2 separate regions of the Zea mays genome follow, and region 2 is linked to region 1. The links are chromatin contacts, called in public Hi-C maps. All regions are on one chromosome and are shown on one strand. The core of a region is the stretch at or near the end of the contact, and the rest is flanking DNA. Distances in the headings are between cores, read along the strand shown. Region 1 has its middle 4.2 kb from the start of LOC103650833. Region 2 has its middle 62 kb from the start of LOC103650839.

What was found. Hi-C and Micro-C count contacts between places; a contact is called where the count stands out from the background.
Region 2: a Hi-C map of leaf shows a contact between it and region 1, with 2.7 times the contacts expected there. The contact joins two enhancer-like sites. A contact is called at or near these places in 4 of 25 Hi-C or Micro-C datasets (leaf and leaf mesophyll).

Annotation. Positions count from the first base shown.
Region 1 is chr3:161,584,724-161,591,577 of Zm-B73-REFERENCE-NAM-5.0, reverse strand. No RefSeq gene overlaps it. Among protein-coding and RNA genes, the nearest start is that of LOC103650833, 4.2 kb to the right of the region's middle. Within about 2 kb of position 4,342, at least 14 of the 20 cell types and tissues checked have an H3K27ac peak or open chromatin away from gene starts, as enhancers often do. A contact at or near this core is called in leaf and leaf mesophyll, where this site is marked.
Region 2 is chr3:161,730,993-161,737,846 of Zm-B73-REFERENCE-NAM-5.0, reverse strand. No RefSeq gene overlaps it. Among protein-coding and RNA genes, the nearest start is that of LOC103650839, 62 kb to the left of the region's middle. Within about 2 kb of position 3,981, at least 15 of the 20 cell types and tissues checked have an H3K27ac peak or open chromatin away from gene starts, as enhancers often do. A contact at or near this core is called in leaf and leaf mesophyll, where this site is marked.

The DNA of each region.
Region 1 (6,854 bases), core at 3,093-5,592:
GCGAAAAACTAGCTAGCTAATCGCTATGTCATACTCCTTTGGTTCCAAAATAAGTGTCTCCATATGATATTCGTTTCGGTCAAAATTTACCAGGCTTAGCTATATTTTTAGAAAATATTTGTAACGTTTATACGCCTAATAAATAAATTGATTACAGAAATAGATTTAAAGATATTATCTTGGGAAAGCGGGAATTAACATGTTTATTTTCGGATGGAGGGAGCGTATATATTTGCGTTACAGCTGGTCTTGTGAGCAGTAGCCGTAGCTCAATTAGGTTCAATCATCGATCGGGCAATAGGCATTATTGTTTGTTAGCTAGCGTCGTGCGTGCGTGCATGGTAGTACGGTACTCCTCTGTTGTATCATATAATCGATCGCGGTTCACATTTTAGGCGGTCCTGGTCCTGGTCTCCCTCGATCAGCCAGCAGCAGCACTTCATCTAGATGCATTTCATTTCATTCCATTCTAGACGCGTGGAAAGTGGACTTTGAAATCGTAGAGAGGGAAGGCCAACACCGGCCAACTCCTCCTCCATGATCCAGCATGCGCGCACGCACGCACTGCACGCGCGCGCCATGCAGCAACGCACGTGCAGGTGCATGCACCGCGTGAGCCTGCGTGGGGTGTACTACAGTGCCCCCCCTGCCGGATCGGATTTTTGCACTGCATTCGGTAGGAGTACGTACGTACGTAGCTGCCGCGCGCTGTCATGCACGTACGACGCAATGCAAGCAGCAGGCACACGATGTCAACGAGCAGTAATATAGGCTTACTAGCTGCTTTTACTTGTATACATATCCCGTATATATACATGTATTAAGAAAAGCCGCGCGCGTAGCAGATGTCGACGTATTATAACTTAACGGTTGACGACTGCACGTACGTACGTAGTCACACTGTTTTTGTGACTGGGATCGATGGATAGATGCTTGGTGGTGCTCTTGGCCGTACCACACTAGCTAGCTGGAGGGGAGCATCGATCGACGACCCATCGTCATCACGCGTACGCATGCACATGCACGCGCGCAATACCTCCCGCTTCATTGATTTTCTTCAGTTTAATTTGGACTTTTGTGCGCGCGCATGCAGTTAATGAGTTAAATGATTGCGCAAGGGAAGGGACGAAAAATGGAGTCACAAGTACGTTCATGCCAGCTTGGTTGAACGACTTTGGAAATAATACCTGCAGCATATAGTACTTTATTATTACTGTGTATAACCTCCAGTCCTAAAATAGACGATTCTATACATAGGAACAAAAAAAACACACTCGATTCTCGTCGTCCATTATACTTTTCTCTTTCTTCAACTAATACGTAATTTTAATTTCTCAACAGATCTCTATCTCTACTTTCCTCTATTATATTTCTCTTTATCATATTTTTTTTAACTCATTGATTTTCGTGCTCGGACCTATAAGCTAAGGGCCTGTTTGTTTACCCCAATAAATTATATAATCTGGATTATTTTTAGAGGATTATATAATCTGGATTATATAATTTAGATTATATAATTTGAGTAGTCATGTTTGTTTACCCAGATTATCTGGCGTGTTTCTGTTGGGCGGTGGGCTTCTCCGATCCGATAGGCGCAAAAACGATTCGGTAGATTATAATGGCAATGATGGGTAATTTCTAGGAAACTTGAAAGGGTAGTGAGGAAGTGGGAAAAAAATAATCTGAAATAAGCACCTCCTCACTTGCTTATGGATTATCATAATCCAAGGGGTTAGATTATATAATCTGGGCAAATAAGCTAGACTGTTTGTTTGCCTCTTAGGATTATTTAATCCAGATTATATAATCTGGGGGGTAAACAAACAGGCCCTAAGACCATTTTATTTTTGAGACGAAGAAAACGCAATAACAATCCATTGCAGAAGAATATATAGTTTGGTTAGAAACGATCGTACAACGTCGGGCAAGCACGAGACTGACACACCACACGTACCCGCACGTTCGGCCGGCCGGCCGCAGCGCGATTACAGGCAGCAGTAAGTGTGGATTAGTATGACCGTGCAGGGCTGTTCGCCTCACTTAAAAGTCACCTGTTCTACTGCTGTAACAGTAATTTATAAAGATAAAACACTATATAAACAGTAGAAGCTGATACGGATTAAAGCTTAGTGAAAAGACTGAACTTGTGGATAGGTCATAGGCACCAACCGATCATATTCTATAGCTATCTCTTATCATATCTCTTATCTCATCCTTCATTTTAAACTTCACTATGTAAAAAGTATCAAACAATGGCATCTACAATTTTGCATCCCTTATTATACATGATCTACCTGTCGATGTTCAGACCCGAGGGCCTAATCAACCAATGAAATAATGTTGTGTATGCCCTAACTCAGATGGTGATACAAGTTGACACGAGTTTTTTATCCTCATTCGGGCAAAAAGAGATCCTACTTCCAACAGAGGGGGATGAGACTTATATTATTTGCTCCTAATAAGTGCTTGCAGTAGGGAATACAAGCTGAGCGGGAGAGGGAAGGATCCCAAGTCCCTGGGATTGATTGAGACAAGTGTCAATACCGTGGTGGAGGAGAAAACCGTGAAGTGTTCGCCTGCCCTCCTAAAGTCGTAGGCTATCCTATTTATAGCCTTAGGAGGGGCTGTCCGGAGTACTGGAGTTGGCCATGCACTGTGAGGAAATGTCATCATGGTCTTGTAGACGATATGGTCTGCAGTATGGCTTTGTACTTGTTGCTGACTTGTGCTCGCTTGATTTCTGCTGAGAGCTGAGGCCAGAGCCGAGGGCTCGGTCACGCACCCGAGCCCTCCTGGCGAGGGATTTGTCCATACCGTAGTGGTTGACACATTACTAAGTATGGTAAAAAATCATGCTCTGTAGTGTCTGATAATGTTAGGCACCTTTCCGTTGCAGATATTGAGGTTAGAAACACTAGTAGAAAAGAGCTCTAAGCTGACAAGGTTTAAGTGAAACTTATAAAATTTTGACTAGCATTGACTATTTTGTTATGTAGTTTTAAAACCAATATTTATATGCACTGATTTGTCTTAAAAAGTAATTTTATAACTAATATTTAAAACCAATACTGTTTTATAACAAATATTTGTTTTAAAAACTAATATTTAAAACCAATAACGTTTTGAGCAAGGCATAAGTCTGCCCGAGGTCGCGACCGAACCCGCTCTAGGATTTTGAAGATGTGTGTCATAGTTGAAGGAGTGGCCTCTTGTGGGATTCACAGGGAGCAGGTAGCCGAAGCCGGGCTCGGGTGATGCGGAGTTTGACCCGAGATCGAGCTCTACTTCGAACGAGACAGAGTTTGCGACCAAGGGCTAGCCTGTACCCTTGTCGTATTGTATGTCCCGTCAGGAGTTGGCAGATGGCGTGCAGGAATAGTGTTTGCATGCATAATCATAGTTGGTGAATCTTTGACAAGTCTACGATCTTGTTACTCATGTACACATGTAACCCTGTGTAGATTAGGTAAGCATATTGATTGCTGCTATTCCCGGTGAACTTTGGTTGAGTCTTGTTCCAGATTTGTCTCCTTACCGGAGGCGGATAAGAAAGAAGAGGCGGAAGAGATGGAATAGGAAATAATGAAGAAGAACAAAACTTTTTTTTTCTGTTTTTGTTGTCGGCCAAAAAAAAACTTTGGACCGTATTGGTGCTTAGTGTTTGGTTACGGAGTATGCATGGGAGACAGGGCTTTGAGTTGATTTCATGTATGACATAGTATGGCATAGTGACTAAAAAAATGCTTAGAGCTAGTTTGGTAACACTATTTTTTTTAAGAATTTTTATTTTCTAAAGTAAATTAGTTCATCTTCTGTTGAAAAAATGGAAATCTCATAGAAAAAATGGAGTTTTTAAACTAGTCCTTAGATGCTGAATTATTTGCCTCAGTAAAATCTACCGGACGGCATGGAGCCGACTATGCGTACACGTCACGTATATGCCGGCCGGTATACGCCAATAATCCATGCATGCGACGTCATAGCCGTCGTGGAACTGAGCTGTATATACGTGACCCCTGTCTGGTGGGTGTGTGTGTGCATGCATGCATGCATGGCGACTAGCTATCCCGGCAAGATAGGTCCCCGGCCCCTTGGATCGGCCGTGCCGGCCGGCACAGGCGCGCTTACGGACTGACAGCGGAGGACGGCCGGAACCGACGGCCCTTCCGTCCGGCCTACCTAGCCGCGCACCAACCGCAACGGCCGCCGGGAGGACCACGCTGGGGGGCTAGCTAGCTAGTTCCGCCATGGGCGCGCGCGGCCGCCCTGCACCACTTGGCGCGGTCAGATGAGAAGAGAACAGAGTGTGAACAGTGGACTATGCGCGGCGAGCGAGGGCGCCACCGGACCGGAGGGGAAGCCACACGCACGCATGCAGCCCGCGGACCGCGGTACACGCGCGCGCGCATTCATGCATGCCGCGGTGCATGGCTTTCCGGGCGTGACCGCGTTGCGAGAACACTGTTGCCGTGCTGACCACCACACACCACACGCACGTTGCCCTCCTGCATTGTGAGATGCTCGCACGCATTACTACCGCCTCCGTTAGAAAACAAAATGTACACTGTTAAACATATTCTGTCACTAGTCTAATGGCATGTCTACTATATGGATGGTTCTTATTGGTATTTTTTATTATTTATAAGATTTGAAGCATGTTTATTTCTACTAGTATGCGCTTGAACTGCATGCGTGGGCGACCACGACCACGACCGGCCAAACGAGGCAATGGATGGGACTCGCTCACTCGCTGACTTGACCAATCGTAGCCGGCGGGCCGGCCGGCCGGCCCGGGTGGCAGTGGCAGAGCGATCGCCATCATGCATCAGGGCTACTACTAGAGCTGCAGACTGCGACGCCGCAGCGATCCATATCCATGCATGCTGCGCGAAGACAGAGGGTGCAACACCACACGACACGACACCCATGATGGCGGCAGCGGCACCGCGCGACAGACAGACAAGCCGAAGCCGGCGAGGAAACCCAAGCACGCAAGGCAGCAGGATCGATCGGTCAATGCAGTGTCGCTGCAAGTCGTTGCTGCGTTTCAAATGTGCTAGCTGCAGCTGCATGCAGCCGTTCGATTCGGGGGTTCCGTTCCACTGTATAACGGTCAAAGACTCGAAGGGAAGGCCGCACGCCATGTTAGGCAAAGCAAATTGTTGCCTCATGCCTGCCAGCAGATCCTACTACTCTATTGTAGTACGTACGTACAAAGTAGTAGCACCTCTCTACGTACGCTCGTGCAAAGTAGAATCTACAGTGCGTGCGTGCGTGCGTCGTCTTCATGATTGAACTGTGCCTCCAGCACGCAGTGCATTGCAGTTACCCCGTGGTAAGTTCGTTCGCTGTAGAACGTAGTACTCGAACACTCGGTAATATAACTTGCTGTGGCGCAGGCAGCGTACGTATAGCGGCAGACAGACCAGTTTCATCAGAACCCCATGCCCATGGTGGTGGCGCATCCACATCTCTGACATATGGCTCTTGCTACGCTACGCTGGCTACTGTACCGTGTCCCTCCCTCTGCAATGCCTGCGGTACTTGTCCTGTGAGTCAGTCACTGTAATCTCAAAGCCACAGCCAGCCAGCCACCCAGCCAGGCAGGCTCACGTCTCAGATCCTCTTCTCTGATTCTTTTCTTCTCACGAGGCTGCAAAATCTCTGCCTTGCTTTTGGTTAACACAGGTGCTCCTGGATCAGGCCCTTGTTTCTAACAAAAATACAAAAAAAAAAACACCACTAACAAGTTTGCTGGTCTGTCAAGATGGCTCCATATACTCCAACAAGTACCTCTAAAGGATCATGTACCCTAAATTTAAAGGATAAGGTTATCATCTACTCTTTTCAGCAACGTACTCTAAACGGTCGTTTAAATTTAGAGAACGCTGATGAATCCTCTATATATAGAGTTTCTCTAAACAGTTCTCTATTCATTTGAATACTTTAAACAACCGGTTTAGCAAAACTAAAATATGTACAATACATTTAAGAATATGACAAATACGTATGTACAAAATTAAAAATTAAAAATATCTCTAATATAGGTATTTATGTATATAAGACGTGATTTGAAGGATGTTGTTGGAGATGAAGAAAATATAGAAATAAAATTTTTTAGAGAAGACTATAAATGAGAGATATAATAGATGAATATAAAAAACTATTGCTGGAGACGGTCTTAACCGGAGGAATCGCTCCTGGCTGGCTGCAAACCACGGACCCTCGCCACCAAGGCAGCACCTACGTGTTGGTGAGCGGGCCGGCCAAAGATAGAAAGATAGATAACCACGTTCTGTCCCTGTGCCTCTCTCAGAACAGTACGCGCGCGACTCTTTTTTTCTTGACCATTGGTCAGCGTGTGAAAACTAGGAACCAAACAGTACGGCATCGCATCACTACTACGACTAGAGCTAATCAAGACTTGGGAACTTGGACCTCACGTAGTTCCATAGCTGCATCGGCGGCAGCGGAGATAAAAATAATAATAATCCTCGTCAGGGGAATAAAACTATGCTCTTAATTACAGTCCTCTCCCTGCTGAGCAAATTGAAAAGAAAGGCGTAGATACAATACACTTTGCTTCGCTAGAGGGACCACGTCGTCAACCCAACACAAAGGAGCTAGGTAGAGAGAAGTCGACCATGCACACAGCACATTCTTCACACCAAGGTGCTTTAAGAATATATGTTACTTTTTTTTCGGTCGAGGCTGTAAACAAAGCCGTCCGCTAGCTGCTCACAACTAGGAGTATATGATATCGGTTTGTTTCTGTTCCATGAAAGCCAATTCGCCGGTTCCGCTTATTTTATGTAAGCGCGGAACCTGTATTGTACTCTTATCGCTACAAAAGG
Region 2 (6,854 bases), core at 2,732-5,231, 150 kb before region 1:
GGTACCTCAAAAGAGGTGTAACTTTAACAAAGGATAACTTGGCCAGGAGGAATTGGCCTGGTAATCAGACCTGTTGCTTTTGTAGCAGACTGGAGACAATAAATCACCTGTTTTTCAGGTGTACTTATGCGTCTTTCATCTGGCGTTTGGTTCAGATAAGCACAGGGTTGAGACCACCTCGGGATGCAAACGATTTGTTTGGGGACTGGGCAAGGGTGCTATCAGTCAAATCACGTCGTTTACTACTAACTGCAGCATCTGCAATTTGCTGGGCTATTTGGTTAAGCAGGAATGATGTGACTTTCAATAAATCTTCTCCTAAATCTTGTCTGCAGGTAACCTTCAGGGCAACATATTGGTGTCGCTTCTGGGCACAGCTACAGCTTAAGATGGAGGACCAAGAGTTAATAAAATCTTCATGTCGCAAGATGGAGATGGTGCTACTAAAGTTTTTTCGCAATTTCGGATGGGGAGCTGCTTGGCGATTAACGTTGTAGTACCTTTGGTCTTGTCATAGGTGGTCTTGGGTGCAGTCATGTGTTTTGTCAAGGCAGTAAGCTGCCTTCAGTTGTAAACGTTGGCCGTAGCCTCTCTAGAGGTCAAGGTCGGACTATGTTTCCATTATCAAAAAAAAATGTGAACAATCTATCCATATTCACTATCCATAATTATCTTTTATGGACCTAATGCTATGTATACTTTAAAATATGTTTATGTATTTTTGTGTACAATTTTTATTTTATATATAATGAAATTTACAATTTATACTCTAAATTAGACTTAGTGTGGTGCCTCGCGAGCCTGAGTCGAGTCTGATCTTCGAGCTCGCAATGCGACCGAGCCGACTCGGCCTAGCTCTTTTCTGAAAATTGATAAATTTCTGGTAGCCATGATAATTTTTTATGGATGATACACGACCATAAAAAATAAATCAGTTATTTTTCTGCAGCCATGTATTAGCTGTCGAAAATAAGGATGTGTTTGGTTTGTATTTTGGCTTTGGATTTCGCTTTTGCCCCTAAAATCCAAAAACGAAACCAAAGGACTCGATAAAGGAAGTAGCTTTTTTTTCTTAAAAAATCGACTTTCTCGCAGAGTAAAACTGAAAACACCGTTGGACCTTTTTAGCAGTTTTCGGATGGAACTGTGAAAATATTTATGGAAAAACTTTTAGTGGTTTTTAGTGGCTTCTACCAAACGGTTTTTAGTGGCTTCCACCAAACGATTTCTATATTTTTTACACCTCACAACTCACATCAGTTTTTTTACAGCTCACAACACACAACAACTTTTTTCACAGCCACAACCCAACCAAACAGACCCTAAGTTACTTGTTTTCGATGGCCAGAGAAAGCCACCAACATTTTACATATACAGGGGCGCGTCCAACCTTCTTCCTTGCTATTTCTTCTTCCTTGCGCGTCTTCCCTCCGCGCTTCTGTAATTTGTGGCTGCCGCCTCCCACCCTCCATCGCCCTGCCACTTTCGACATCTCCCCACCCATATCGGTTGCGCTCGCACACCGTCTGGTCCCTAACCACCGAAAATAACTTGACTATTTTCGATAGCCATACACAATGGCCAAAAACAACCATTTGTAGGGTTGTTTTTGGCGATTGTCCTTTGACCACCAAAAATAATACTTGATTTCAACGCCCAACTTCCGACGAGATGTTACCATCGAAGATAACACTCAAGCCGACAAAAATAGGATACTTTTGAAATGAAAAGTTTATTTTTGACGCCCTATAACCACATGTATTGTATAACCTACACCTATATAACCCACCAGTTTAAACTTTTCAAAACTCACCCTAAATCACCCCACACCTATAACCTCCCCAAATTCCAGCAAACAAATTGCACCCACACATGATACACCCCAAAACCAATGGTTTAGATCAATTGATTGATAACCCTCGTCCCTCCTACTCAAATCCAATTGCCAATATTATTTGAATCATCATTCCCCCATCCATCACACACATAGTAACCCTATGCCTCCTCCTCCCCCTCACTCTCATTGCTGGCCCCTCCCTCGTGCCGCCGGGCCCTCTCCCTCCCCAGGACCGTTGCGTTAGCACGAACGTGTAGACTAGTAGTATCAAGTTTGTATCATAATAGTTAAAAAGTTAGTTGGGCAAATTACTAGTTAAAATTTGTAAAGTTGATGTTTGAAAACAAATATATGTTTGGTCCAGGAATACGACAAGCTTGTAAAAAAAGAAAGAAAAAGTACCGCATAGCTTAAGATAGAACAACTAAACCGATGGTACTAATATGTAACTCTAGTAGATAAATGACGACACAATGCCTTGTAAATTACTAACTAGTCGGTTACCCGTGCGTTGCGACGGCTCACAACAATACCCACGTAAATTATCTACAAAAAGATCTCAAGATTTTTTATTGATTGTCACCGATTTTCACATATAATATTTTTTATGAATGCACGGGTACCGTAGGCAACAAATTAGAGACCCTCATCCATCGCCTCACTTCCAAGGTTTCGTAGAGAAGGAGGGGAAGGGAAGAGGCGGACATACCTGTTCGTTGTCGGAGAAAGACACGACAAAGACCTGAGCATATGGAGACGACATAGGTAGTATACCGCTAGATATATAGGGAGAGAGCACACAAGTGGAGAAATAAGCCCAGCTGGAGCAGCTCCAAACCGAGCGGCACCCGCACCATGCATTTGTCTGAGAAGGGCGAGAGAATGCGAGTGTCTTTCTAGTTCTGGACCCGCCGAAGCGACACAACACCACCACCAACTCCGTAGCATATGTCGACTGCTGCCACGCTACGGGCCTTGGTTATCCAATATCTCAGACCTAGACTCCTCATCGCCAAGATAACCTAAGAAAGGCAAGCGCCACCATGTCCTCCTCGACGGCACGCACGGAGAAAGGCCAGGAGCATGACCGACTCGCCCCGTACCCGCATCGACGAGCGTCGGTTGGCTCGCGGCTGCGACCGTGGGCGAGGGCAGCAGGTTGGGGAGGAAGAACATCGTGAACGCCGGGAAGACGAACGGGACGTCCGACAAAGGCGAAAACGATGATGCACACATGATGTGAAATGTCCTCGTTGACGTGCAATAGCCACTACGCGAGTCGGTGTCGGGGCTGGTGTCAGACGAATACGGAGAGGAGGCGCTTGCTCCTATGCCCTCTCCCGAGAATGGGGTGACGCGAAGGTGGAGGCATGGGGGGAGAGAGAAAAGAAGTAGAATGACGAACGAGGTGGTGGCAACTGAGGCGAGGACCATTATTATCGTGCGGAGATATAGATGGCCAAATGGTCCGTGTCTGGTGAGCTGGCCCGAGGCACGACCCATTTAATAGTGCCTGGGCCAACCCGGCACGACCCCGTGCGGTGCTTGGGTCGTAGCCTCGACCCGTAGTGTTGTCCTGGCCCAGTACAATTATTTTTTATTTTACACAAAACCATATATACATATGTACAATTTATATTCAATATTATAAACACCCGAACATTAGGGTGTGTATTCAAACCTCACCTCCCTAATTTAGAAGAAACGTAGAGACTTTTTTGTAAAAAGCTGACGTAGGACGACCGTTGAAACTGGTGCTTTAAGTATAGTAGAGAGTAGAGATTTCTACTCCACTCTTTTTACTTTAAAAAACTGACACTAAGTTATTTATATCGACCAAATATTTTTAAGTTTGACTATATTTATAGAAAAAATCAACAATATTTATATCTCTAAATAAATTTATTATAAAAATAAGTTTAATGATCTATTTAATGATATATACATATATAGTTAAAGTTAAAATTATTTGATTTACGAAGGAACGAGAATGACGTCTATTTTGGAACGGTGTGACCAGTTACATTGCACTTGCACGCTTGCATGGTGTGTGTGGTGCCACCGTTGTTGGCATTGAATGGTCCTTATTAGCTTCATCTACACTACTTGTCGGAGGCGGCCAATTAGTGTTTTATTCTCATTAATAATCACGTGGCAGTGCCTGTATAGTAGTATCCTAGGACTAGGATGGATCGGTACGCATGTGTCTGCGGACCCCGTGGCAGCCGCAGGAACAAATCATCAAGCTGCAAGCCACAAAGTGGTTCCGTAGCAAATGGACCACATACTGTCTCTACGTCCCTCGCTGAATGAGCCTATGTTTACGCCTTTTTATTCACCTAGCTATTCTATTTAAACAAGTTTTGGTAAAAATCTTTACTATACTTAAAACATCAGTTTCAACGATCATCCTGCGTTATCTTTTTTTTAAAAATCCATTCCAAATCAATATAAAATGTTAAAAAAGCAGTGCAGGAGGTGGAGTTTGAAACCACACCCTGATGTAAAAAGGGTGGGAGACACTGGGCAAATCTATCTAACTAGTATAACACAATACTCAGATGATTATAATATTAAATATAAATTGTACATATGTATATATAATTTTTATAAAATAAAAAAATAATCGTGCTGGGCCGGGCCAGCACAACGGGCCGAGGCTAAGGCCCAAGCACCGCACGACGCTCGTGCGGATTGACCCAGACACTATTAAATGGGTCGTGCCTCGGGCCGGCTTGCCAGACATGGCGCATTTGACCATCTATACCTCCGCACGATAATGATGGTCCTCGCCTCAATTGCCACCACCTCGTTCACCATTCTACTTCTTTTCTCTCTCCCCTCATCCTCCACGTTCGCGCCACCCCATTCTCGGCAGAGGGTGTAGGAGCAGGCGCCCCCTCCCCGTATTCGTCCGACACCAGCCCCGACACCGACTCACCTAGTGGCAATTGCACGTCCACGAGAACGTTTCACATCATGCGTGCATCATCGTTTTCGTCTCATTCGTCTTTCTGGCCTTCGCGCTGTTCTTCCTCCCCAACCTGCTGCCCCTACCCACGGTCGCAGCCGCAAGCCGACTGACGCTCGTTGACGCGGGTACGGGGCGAGTCGATCATGCTCCTGAACTTTCTCCGTGTGTACCGTTGAGAAGGACATGGTGACGCCTGCCACGCTTAGGTTATCTTGGCAATGAGAAGTCCAAGTCTGAGATATTGGACAACCGAGGCCCATAGCGTGGCAGCAGTCGGCATATGCTACGGAGTTGATAATTGTGTTGTGTCTCTTCGGTGGGTCGAGGGCTAGGAAGAAACTCGCATTCTCTCGCCCTTCTCGGACTGACGCCTGGTGCGGGTGCCTCTCGGTTTGGAGTTGCTCCGGCCGGGCTTCTTTCTCCGCTTGGGTGCTCTCTCCCTATATATCTAGCGGTATACTACCTATGTTGTCTCCAGATGTCCAGGTATTCGTCGTGTCCTTCTTCAGCAACGAACAGGTATGTCCATCTCTTCCCTTCCCCTCCTACTCTACGAAACCTTGGAAGTGGGGAGGCGAGGGATGGGGGTCTCTGATTTGCTGCCTACGATACCCGTGCGTTCATAAAAAATATTATGTGAAAAACGGAGACAATCAATAAAAAATCTTGAGATCTTTTTTGTGATAATTTACGTGGGTATTGTTGTGAGCCGTCGCAACGCACGGGTAACTGACTAGTATAGGTGTACATTTGTGTTGTGTGTAATAAGTCGGTCCAAAGCACACAATTCTAGGCACGGCCTAGGCCTGTCACAGTCCAATCTAATTGTGGCCCTTGACCGGCACGACCCAATATGTGGGCCGTGCTTGGCCTCAAGTCAAGCCCACGAGCCGGCTTGACACAACTCATTTAACTAAGGCCCATTGAAGCCTACTAAATATAGACTCGATATTTAACTAAAGCCCATCAAAGCCTACATGACCAGCACAACTTGGAGAATCCAGAGCTTCAACAGACCTTCGAGAACTAGTTATGATGATCATTGTATATGTATTCTGTATGGTTGTATAGTACTCAATTAAACACTGAACAAAGAATTGAATATTAATTCTGAGCTAGTTGTACTCTTTTTTCTTTCTGACCAAATGTTTTTAATGTGGCAAACACAAAACATTTTAGTTTTATTGTGATTATATATATATATATATATATATATATATATATATATAGGGACGAGGTAATGGAAGCCCTGGGCTTCGATTAGTACCAGGAAGCCCCAGCCAGGTATAGCCACGTCCCGTACCAGCGTGCGTCCCATCGGGCATGGGTTCTTACTCGGACATATTTTAGCGTAAAACGTGAACAAAAACAGCGTAAATGATTACGAATTTTAGCGTAAATCGTAGATCTATTTTGAAACGGCAAATGCGGCCCGAAAATTACGGCGTAAAAATCTCGCGCGTCTCATCGTGATCGGGTTCTGACTCGGACAGATTTTAGCGTAAAACATGAACCAAAACAGCGTAAATGAGTACGAAATTTAGCGTAAATCGTATATCTGTTTCGTAACCGTAAATGAGTCCTGAAATTACGGCGTAATAATCGCGTGCGTCCGATCGTGCGCGAGTTTTGACTCAAATAGATTTTAGCGTAAAACGTGAGCTAAAACAGCGTAAATGAGTACACAATTTAGCGTAAATCGTATACCTGTTTCGTAACAGCAAATGAGGCCTGAATTACGGCGTGAAAATCGCGTGCGGCCGATTGAGCGCGGGTTCTGGCTCGAATGGATTTCAGCGTAAAACGTGAACTAAAACATTGTAAATTAGTACAAATTTTACCGTAAATCATATATCTGTTTCGTAATGGCGAATGGAACCCAAATTTAAGGCGCGAAAATCGCGCGCCACCGGTCGTGCGCGGGTTCTGGCTCGGACGGATTTAAGCGTAAATTGTGAACCAAAACAACGTAAATGAGTATGAATTTTAGCGTAAATCGTCCATTTGTTTCATAATAACAAATGTTGACCGAATGTATCTCTC